3 separate regions of the Sus scrofa genome follow, and all the other regions are linked to region 1. The links are chromatin contacts, called in public Hi-C and HiChIP or PLAC-seq maps. All regions are on one chromosome and are shown on one strand. The core of a region is the stretch at or near the end of the contact, and the rest is flanking DNA. Distances in the headings are between cores, read along the strand shown. Region 1 holds the start of HMGB2 (high mobility group box 2). Region 2 overlaps GALNTL6 (polypeptide N-acetylgalactosaminyltransferase-like 6). Region 3 holds the start of HAND2 (heart- and neural crest derivatives-expressed protein 2).

Region 1 (3,178 bases), core at 310-2,809:
CCATACCATATTATTCAAATAGCAATAGAGATCACTAACGCATTATTTTCCAATTTACTTTTAAATTCAGTGGTATTAGGTACACGCACCACGTCGTGCAACTAACATCCATTTCCGTTTTCAAAAACCTAGTTTTTATCAGTAAATCTAGATAAACAGCTGCTGGAACTGAGGTTCTGCTGAGCATGAGGACTGTATACAAACCAAATAGGAGCACACAGTTTAACAAATGCCAGTGAATTTACGGAGGAAAGAGAGAATATTTAAAATCTGTTGAAACCAACTGTTTCTTAACAAACGGGCCAACAGAAAAAATAACCCTCAAAACTAAATGCAACACAGAGATAGCATGTCAGTCACCATGGTCCTACCCCGGGAAAGGCGGCTTGTGAGCTTTGAAGCGAAAAGTTAAGGTCGCTGGGCCGCGCTCTCACCAGACGCAGAAAGGAAGGTTCTTAACCTGGGCGGGGAGGAGTCTGTGAAGCGCCGCGGCCGCAGTTTGGCGCGTAAATGCTTCAGAGGGCGGGCAGCTTTCAAGGCCTTCCCGGGTGTCTCCGAGGGATCTCCGACACGGAAAAGGTTTTAAAAACGACCGCGTGGCAGAGACAAAACAGTGACCATCGCGGGGACAGCGAAACGGCCTAAGGCGGCGAGGAATGGAGGATGTCGCAGGGATCGGAGTCGGGGCAGCAACCGGGTGGGGATGGGAGGGATAGCCCAGCCCGAGGGTCACCGCCCAGGATCCGGCCCGGATGGAGGGGTGGAGCCAGGGGGATGCTTCCCACCCCTCCCGGCCCCGCCCTGCTCACCCCCGGCTAGACGCCGAGACAAAGTGGGGAATGAGGGGCCAAGTGTGGACTCCACGGGCGATTGGCCCCCGTGGGGGCGGGAACGGCTCCCCCACCCCTCCCAGGGTCTCGCCACCTGTCTTCCTCCGGTCCTACCCCAGCCTCAGCGACCGCCGGCGGGGCTGGTCGTCCGCCGCAGCGCAGGCTCCTCGGCCTCCCCATGTTATTCTCTGGACGGGGCAGGGACCACCACTCCGGGAGCCGGGACTGCGGCCGCTCTGGGGCGGGGGACCGACGGGACGCACCTCCCCGGCTACCTCAGCGTCAGCCAACCGAGCGGTGCCGGCTGGGTAGAGTAGACCCCGCGCTTTGAGACTCAGTATTTTTAAATCTGGCGGGGCTTCCCCGGCGGGCCAACCACGCCCCCCGCCTCCTGCCACAGCCAGTCAGCGCCAGGCCCGCCATTTTTCAAACCCTTTTCCGGCCGCCAATCAGGATCGGGCAGCACATTCCTCCCCCGACCGGTTCTAACGGGTCTGGGAGTTAACGACCCGGGCGACCCACCGAACCTGCTAGGCTGCGGCCGTGGGGACGGGCCTGGCGACACGTCGACCAATCGGAGGCCGCCGGGGCTAGGGGGCGGGGCCTCCTGGAGTTTGAATAATCCCCAGAGCCAATCGGAGCGTCGGGGGCGTGGCCTGCGGACCGGCTCGTCAAGTTGCCGTGGCGCGGAGCAGTCTGCAAAACAAGAGGCGGAGGATTGCGTTAGCGACAAACCAGTTCACGCCGGAGCCGCAGGTAGGCAGCGTCGCGGTCGGACCCGGCCGCTGCGCGGGAGCCTGAGGAGAAGCTACCACCAGGCAAGAGACCCCTCCGGGCCCCGGTGAGTGGCCGGCCGTCCCCCTTCCCTCCCGGACGGCCCGGACGCCGCAGCTGTCGGGGCTGGCCCCGCGGGCGGGATCTGGGTGCGGTCCGGAGGGCCGCGCTGTGGAGGCGGGAAGCCCGGCCGCCCGTTCGGGCGTGTTTTGAACGCGGGGTCCGAGGCGGCAGGTGGGAATGGGGCTCGCGGCGTGGAAGCCAGAGCTTTCCTGTCAGGGCGGAGGGGCCTCGCGGGGCGTCGCGGCCCGGGCCGAGGGGCGGGGGGCCTTTGGGCGGGAAGCTGCCCCGCCCGGCCTCCCGCCAGCGCCCGGCCGCGCTCTCCCGCCAGGTGGACGCGTCGTCGCCGGCGCCGCAGCACCATGGGGAAGGGCGACCCCAACAAGCCGCGGGGCAAGATGTCCTCGTACGCCTTCTTCGTGCAGACCTGCCGGGAGGAGCACAAGAAGAAACACCCCGATTCCTCGGTCAACTTCGCCGAGTTCTCCAAGAAGTGCTCCGAGCGATGGAAGGTGGGCGCGGGCCCCCACCCGGCTCCCGGGCTCCGTGCACGGGCAGGTGGCGGTGACTCGCTTCGGTGTTTATAGTCGTGTGTTTTTCCTGCCCTTTTCATGCCCACAGACTATGTCTGCCAAGGAAAAGTCCAAGTTTGAAGATATGGCAAAAAGTGACAAAGCTCGCTATGACCGGGAGATGAAAAATTACGTCCCTCCCAAGGGTGACAAGAAGGGCAAGAAAAAAGATCCCAATGCTCCCAAAAGGCCTCCGTGAGTTTATTTTAAAACCGACAGAATTACTCCCTTGCTCTTTCATTCAGTGTATTAAACCTCTGTTCCTTCCTTTTAGATCTGCCTTCTTCCTGTTTTGCTCTGAACATCGCCCAAAGATCAAAAGTGAACACCCTGGCTTATCCATTGGGGATACTGCAAAGAAATTGGGTGAAATGTGGTCTGAGCAGTCAGCCAAAGATAAACAACCGTATGAACAGAAAGCAGCTAAGCTAAAGGAAAAATATGAAAAGGTATGTTGTCTTAATTTTTTCCAGGCAAGTTTGAAATAAAGTAGGTATTTTCTAAATGAGTATGATAGAAATAGGTAGAAACTGTACACACATAGTTTGGTTATCAGCTTTGTTTTGAAAAGGTCTAATGAGAATTGTATGCTTAAGCAGCATAAACTAACTGAAACCTTTCTTTTTGGACTGAAACCAATGTTTGTAGCACTGGTAGATTGCTGCATTCAAGACTCCACTTGTAGTATAGGTATGTAGTTAAGAGTGTGGAGGACCAAACAAAAGTATTGTTTTATGTGGATGTATCTAAAAAGAGAAGTTAGGGAAGGAGCTGGCTGTGTGAGGTAAACAGGTAAGGGTAGTGAAAGTACTGATATCAGTGTAATACACCCCCATTATTTTACATCATTAGCTTTCTAAGGCCCAGAGGGAATGCTCTCAAAATCAAATTTTAGACAGTCATCAGGGTTATTGGTCAATGATCTTAGATTGTTTACAACTT
Region 2 (3,178 bases), core at 190-2,689, 250 kb after region 1:
GTGTGCACACGCCAATCCCACACCCCCAGCCCATCCTCCCCCTGCCACCTGTCCCCTTTGGTAACTGTAAGTTTTTCAAAGTCTGTGGGTCTGTTTCTGTTCTGCAAATAAGTTCATTTTCATTTTGTATCCTTTTTAAAGATTCCACATATAGGTGATATCATATGATGTTTGTCTTTCACTAACTTCACTTTGTATGAAGGAGCCAGTGGTTTTGACTGGTTTATCCATTTTTCAGTCTGTCTTTCTTCCTCTTTTTGGTTTTTATATACACAGAAGCCGGAGCTGAAAGGCACTGCAGTCAGGACCTTTATTATTATGTCTCTCATTATCCTGGTGGGGACCCTGGGCCTGCAGAAAAGCAAGGGTTTGTCATCACCACACTGCAAGCACCCAGGCTTGTGTGTGCTTTCATAGACAGTCTTTTCTCACTTTTTACTCTCTTTCACTTTACTTTTCTGACTTTTTATTAAATAGACCAGTTAAGACCAAAAGAATAACTGTGTTAAAGCAAGTGGCCACATTCTTGTCTTGCCTGATGCATTCGTTCCCCTGTCACAGGTGTATCTTGGGCACCCCCTGTGACTTTCAGTTCATGTTTCCAGGTCTGTGGTCATCCTCAGGTGTGTAGATAAATTGTTAGCCTGCAGGCTTCACAGTGCCTTATGAATCATTGTTATTATCACCTGGTGGTTTGTGCCTGCATCCCAGGTGACAAGTGTTTGGATTTTATCAACTGCTTTATTCTTCTGCACCTGTCATTAGCTAAGATTTTTTTCTCTTTCCCTTCTTTAAAATGCTCTCTCCTGCCACATAGCTGAGTCTAATGATCACGTGGAACCAAACAGGCTCTAGCCTTTAGTTCCTCAGGCCCATGTTCCCTCGGGCAATTGTGTCAAAGCAGAAACAAGTTGACCTTATGCAAGCTTTTCATGGTTTGCCTTCCATCCTTTGGCTGCTCCTTGCCCATGAGAAGTGTGTGCATTTTACTCAGGTTTCTGGCATAATACCTCTTGATTTTTTTTTTTTTTCTTCTCAATCTCACATTCCTCAATTTTGGAGTAAATCGATGTTCGTTTCTCCATTTTCTCCTCTGAATAGTTTGAAACACAGATTCGGGATGATCCGTAAGTCATACTTCTTGGCGTTCGTGTTGGCGTAGTGGGTGTAACGTTGCCTGAGTTCTTACTGTTTTGCATGAACGTGCACTCAAGCTTCAGTGCAGTGTGTACGCTATCTTAATCTTCCTAGGGGACTTGAGAAGACGGAAACTGTTTTGCTCTCTGAGGGTAGTTAGATTTTCTTTCATTGACATGTGGTTGGCGGAGGTCCGAGACACTGCGTGTTCCCGCTGGTGGTTTTTACTGTCAGCAGCCTGGTACTGAGGCTGCACCGCCTCCGGGGAGCGTCATGTACCAGGGGCCCTGCCCCACCTCCCCCTCTGCACATCTGTTCCTGCTCTGGAAAGGGCAGCACCGCCCACGTCCTCAGCAGGATGGATGCGCTGTTGCAGAGCTTCCTCCGCCAGGAGGTCATGGCCGAACCGGCCCGAGGGCTCCCCCTCGCCCACCTCTACCTTGGACTCTTCAGGGCAGATGGGGAGCATCCTTCCAGACCGCTCAGGTTTATGAAGAAGGTCTTTTTTTCTTGCCCTTTTTAGGTCGCTGAAGGAAACTGAAAGCCAGTCCGTGGCGCTGCAGCTAGCTGGATGGAGAACCCCACGCTCCCTTCCGGCAGGAAAGCCTTAGTCACCCCCCCATTTCCCACCCCCCCGCCCGCCACAAAATGCCACAAAAGGCGTTTTCTTACCCAAATGCTTTTAAAGATTCTTTACTCCCATGGACCTACTTTGTTCATTCATTTGTTTCTTACTTTTGTCATTAAAAAAGACCATTTCAACTCTAATAAGGGCCCCTTTTGTGTTCTTTGAGTGCTTTTGAATCAAAGAGAATACCTGTAATTTTCCTGTCGTGATCTATTTTTCTCCTCCAGGAACTTTAATCTAAATGGAGAAGAAAGAGCCCTAATTCTTGTAAGTCACTGAGTAATATACTGAATAAGCATACTGTTAATTACTGAAAAACAGAGCAGCATGTGATGTTTTAACCTCCAAGTCAATATACTGTGGTACGCATGTCAAATATGATTGACTTTTCAACTCCTGTCAACCCTGTTTGATCTCCCTCTTTTCAGTCTAGACTGGAAATCTTTTCAAAGAGAAAAGATCTTTTGTGCAGCTTCTAAATTGTCGGCTTGTCTAGTGCTGACCTCTGGTGACTATTTCTTGAATTACAGGACATAGATTTTATTGCAATTTTGCCTGAGGGTGGGAGGGGGGAGGCGGGGGAATGTACCTGCAATTTTTTTTTTTTTTTTTTGTCTTTTTGTCTTTTTTTGCCATTTCTTGGGCCGCTCCTACGGCATATGGAGGTTCCCAGGCTAGGGGTCCAATCGGAGCTGTAGCCACCGGCCTACGCAACAACCACAACAACGCGGGATCTGAGCCGCGTCTGCGACCTACACCACAGCTCACGGCAGCCAGCGACGGATCCTTAACCCGCTGAGCAAGGCCAGGGATTGAGCCCGCAACTTCATGGTTCCTAGTCAGATTCGTTAACCACTGAGCCACGACGGGAATGTACCTGCAATTTTTAAAGTATATGTAGTATAGCTGGCCTTATTTATATTTATTTTCAGCTGTCAATTTAAGCCTACAGTCCAAAGAATATTCCATTCTAGCACATTCTGGGGGGTAGAGGTGTTAAACCTGACTCACATTCAGGTGTGCACCCTTGGCACCTATCAGCTGGCCAGGTGTGTCCCTTGGCTAGGCTGAATAGAGGTGGGGGAGAGAAAATGATCTCAGCAGTTACCAATTTTCCTCATGGCTTTCTCCTTTTTCTTTTTTATTTATTTTTTCTTTTTTTAGGGCTGCATCTGCAGCATATGGGAGTTCCCAAGTCAAAAATTGAGATACTTCCCTTTCTCTCACATTTACTTTACAAAATCACCATAACCTGGTTATTTAATTGCTAGTCATACCTCAAGTCTATTTAAATCTCTCCTTTAGTAGCTCTAGAATGCTAGTCTAAGGTACCAACTTCTATGTTCTAGACTTTTACAATAGATGACTAACTGTTCATATGCTTTCAAAATCCCTCCTATTTTTTTTTTTTTT
Region 3 (3,178 bases), core at 395-2,894, 250 kb before region 1:
TAGTTAAACCAGGGGAACACCGATACCCGCCACACAACATAGATTCGGGGAATCGAGGTGCCTGCGCTTTGAAGTCGCCCAAGGTCTTCGCCGAGGCTGGTGTCCCTGAAGAACATGGAAATAAGAGCATTTACAACTGGCGTGACCGTTAGTCCCGGGGTCTCAGCCACGATCTCCAAAAACAGCCACAATATCACCACCTGCCCAGATGGCCCCAGCCTGGGTAACGTGGTGGGTATATCCAGCGACGATGAGGCGGGCATTTCCAGCGTGCGCCCAGGTCAAAGCCTCAGCTTTGCCCGCGGCGCCCCGCCGCCAGCCTCGGCCAGAGACGCGCCTTTGTGGGGGCGCAGCCGCCCGCCGCCTCTGCTCCCACTGCGCCCGCTGCCTGCTGGTTTTCTTGCCTAGGTTACCTACAGAACACTTCGAAAAGCAATATCTGCCTTCTTTCCCCACCCCCCTTCAAACCAGTAAAGAAAGCGGAGTGATACTGTACCTGATTTGAGATTCTTCAATATTTGAGACTTAGGGGAAAATATTTTAATAGTGAAGCATCTGTTAAACACTTGCATTAACCTCTGGCTGATAAAAAAGTTTTTTTTTTAACCCTGCCCCCCCCTCGTTTTAATTATCTTATGGTTATGAAGGGGCAGCCAATCCTGAAAGAGGACCTCGGCAATTAGCAACGAGAACATCAAAAAGTTTTATTGCGGAGAGCGCGAGGCGCCGCCCCCGCCGCCCCGGGATTGGCGTGAGGAGCCTCTGACGACATATATTAACCCGAGCGGCCCTAAAGATGTAGCTGTACATGGAGATCTTGCTGGGAAAATCCGCTTGCTCCCCTCACGGCGTCCAGTCCCGGAGAACAGCCGCCGCCGCCGTCACCCAGGAGCCCCCACGGCCGCTGCGCAACAGCCCTCCAAGCCCCAGCCGCCGCCTTCGCGCTCCAGGGCGCCTGCAGGGCTCAGATCCTTCCCCCGAAAGGAGAGGCTCTGAGAAAATGGATGCACTGAGACCTCTCTGAAAACCCTCCGAGGGAGCACGAGAGGAGAGCGGAACACGTTACTCGCTGCTAAAGTCACATTCCAGGACCAAAACAACAACAACCAAAAATTTCATTAAAACAATAAGCGCCCAAGAACCCAGATCAGGCTGGTTGGGGGAGGGGAAGGGGCGGGAAGGGGAGGGTCGCATGGAGGTAGCTTCACAGTGAGCGGTCGACCCCGCCGCCTCCCCGCAGAGCCGGGCCGGCTCCTCCAGCCGCGGCTCGGACTCTTCCCGGGATTCGGAGGAGCCGCGGCGCCAGGAGCGCGGCCGGGGCGCGGAGCCCGGCGACTCGGCCGAGCAGCCCCGCGGGAGCCGGGACGCCTTTGCATGAGCACGAGAGGACTGTGCCTGCCCGCAGCAGCCCGGGAAGCAGGACCCCGCGCGCGGGCCGTGGAACAAGGCGGGAACCGGAGGCGGCGGCGGCCAGGGGCGCACGGTGCCGGGACCAGCTCGCCGCGCCCTATGGGGAGCCGGCGGCCGCGGCGCTGCTGAGGCGGGCCCCGCGGGCCAGGCGGGTGGCCGGGGCCCGGGCTGCAGCAGCCCCCTCTGCGGCTGCGGGGCCGGCCCGGGCACCGGGGGGCTGGGGGTGGGGGGTGGGGGAGGACGCCGAGCGCCGAAGCAGGGGCCCGGGCTGGGGGCGCGGCGGGGCTGCGCGCACGCTGGGGCGCGGAGGGCGAAATGAGTCTGGTTGGGGGCTTCCCTCACCACCCGGTGGTGCACCATGAGGGCTATCCGTTCGCCGCGGCCGCGGCCGCTGCGGCCGCCGCGGCCGCCAGCCGCTGCAGCCACGAGGAGAACCCCTACTTCCACGGCTGGCTCATCGGCCACCCCGAGATGTCGCCCCCCGACTACAGCATGGCCCTGTCCTACAGTCCGGAGTACGCCAGCGGTGCCGCCAGCCTGGACCACTCCCATTACGGGGGGGTGCCGCCGGGCGCCGGGCCCCCGGGCCTGGGGGGGCCGCGCCCGGTGAAGCGCCGGGGCACAGCCAACCGCAAGGAGCGGCGCAGGACTCAGAGCATCAACAGCGCCTTCGCCGAGCTGCGCGAGTGTATCCCCAATGTGCCCGCCGACACCAAACTCTCCAAGATCAAGACGCTGCGCCTGGCCACCAGCTACATCGCCTACCTCATGGACCTGCTGGCCAAGGACGACCAGAACGGCGAGGCGGAGGCCTTTAAGGCGGAAATCAAGAAGACAGATGTGAAAGAAGAGAAAAGGAAGAAGGAGCTGGTTAGTACCAGGGGACGGCGGGCGGTGGGGTGTGGGGGACCGAGAATCCCGGTCTCTTTCCCTTTGGCCTGAGCAATGGCACACCGCGCTCTCTGCTGCATCCTGAGACAAGGTTGTTTGCACCAGGTTGTGGTCGAGATGGTTTCCCGAAGAAGCAGAGGAGGTGGGGGAGGGTGTCAGCACGCGGAGGAGGTTAAGAGGGATGCTTCGTGTGGGTGATCTTCCCTCCGGGTCATTGCTGCTCTCCCCCCCCCCAACACCCCCCCCCGCACCCCGCTCCCCCGGGCCCTTGAGGCAGGACTCAGGTTCCGAATTGATCTTCTGATCGCACTGGCCCGGACCCCTCATTTTCTGTCCTTTAGAGCCTTCATTTGGCGTCCAATCCGATCTTACTTTCAGATAGTTATAAAATAAGTTGTTTAGAAGCGCTTGATTCCAATGATTTCACTGTTGATCGCATTGTCCCCTTTTAAGATCGAGGCTGCCACTGATTCTAAGAGAGTTTTGTGGTTGTTCTGATTACTATGCCCAGTTACGTAAAGGTTAACATAAAATATGTACTTTTAACTTCAAAATGCATCTCGTTTCTCTCTGGCAGTGAAGATAAAATGTAACTTCCCAGGCGACTGTACTTAAATGGGCATTTCTTGTTTTGTTTGCATGAGCCCATTTAAGACAAATGGTAAATATTACCACTGTCATTTTATCGTTAACAAAAATGAAAAATTATAACTGAAAATTAGTTTTCTCAAGTACCTACCAGGTGCCCATAGGGTAGTGGTGTTTAGAGCAGGGCTATTCCCATGAAAGGCCTGCAAAATAATCCCATTTGTCAAGTTTTCCTTCTTGGGGCCTGTGGCGTTTTAGTTGCTGCATAGTCGAGTGATCCGGGGTAACC

What was found. A called contact is a pair of places that touch in the nucleus more often than the background predicts. HiChIP or PLAC-seq counts read pairs in DNA pulled down with a chosen protein or histone mark.
Region 2: a contact with region 1 is called in a Hi-C map of embryonic fibroblasts, with 2.9 times the contacts expected there. The contact joins the enhancer-like site here to the promoter of HMGB2 in region 1. A contact is called at or near these places in 3 of 47 Hi-C or Micro-C datasets (blood, embryonic fibroblasts and skeletal muscle) and 2 of 2 datasets of contacts at active chromatin or transcription factors (alveolar macrophages and skeletal muscle).
Region 3: a contact with region 1 is called in an H3K27ac HiChIP or PLAC-seq map of skeletal muscle, with 2.6 times the contacts expected there. The contact joins the promoter of HAND2 here to the promoter of HMGB2 in region 1. A contact is called at or near these places in 1 of 5 promoter capture datasets (liver), 4 of 47 Hi-C or Micro-C datasets (embryonic fibroblasts, fetal heart ventricle, heart right ventricle and 1 more) and 1 of 2 datasets of contacts at active chromatin or transcription factors (skeletal muscle).

Annotation. Positions count from the first base shown.
Region 1 is chr14:16,708,492-16,711,669 of Sscrofa11.1, forward strand. It overlaps HMGB2 (high mobility group box 2), which reads left to right and starts at 1,560. Exons shown (of 5, transcript NM_214063.1): 1 at 1,560-1,671; 2 at 1,996-2,176; 3 at 2,286-2,431; 4 at 2,511-2,685. The coding sequence starts at 2,027. It overlaps LOC106507243 (a long non-coding RNA gene), which reads right to left and starts at 938. Exons shown (of 4, transcript XR_001303102.2): 1 at 372-938.
Region 2 is chr14:16,957,397-16,960,574 of Sscrofa11.1, forward strand. All of the region lies in intron 10 of GALNTL6 (polypeptide N-acetylgalactosaminyltransferase-like 6), which reads right to left. LOC110256613 (a long non-coding RNA gene) reads left to right here. Exons shown (of 5, transcript XR_002338371.1): 3 at 1,661-2,032. Among named protein-coding and RNA genes, the nearest start is that of GALNT7, 120 kb to the left of the region's middle. Within about 2 kb of position 1,440, at least 18 of the 83 cell types and tissues checked have an H3K27ac peak or open chromatin away from gene starts, as enhancers often do. A contact at or near this core is called in embryonic fibroblasts, where this site is marked.
Region 3 is chr14:16,458,445-16,461,622 of Sscrofa11.1, forward strand. It overlaps HAND2 (heart- and neural crest derivatives-expressed protein 2), which reads left to right and starts at 1,645. Exons shown (of 2, transcript XM_013982698.2): 1 at 1,645-2,280. The coding sequence starts at 1,726. LOC100517194 reads right to left here and starts at 772. Exons shown (of 6, transcript XM_021073071.1): 1 at 726-772; 2 at 201-460; 3 at 1-105. The coding sequence starts at 772.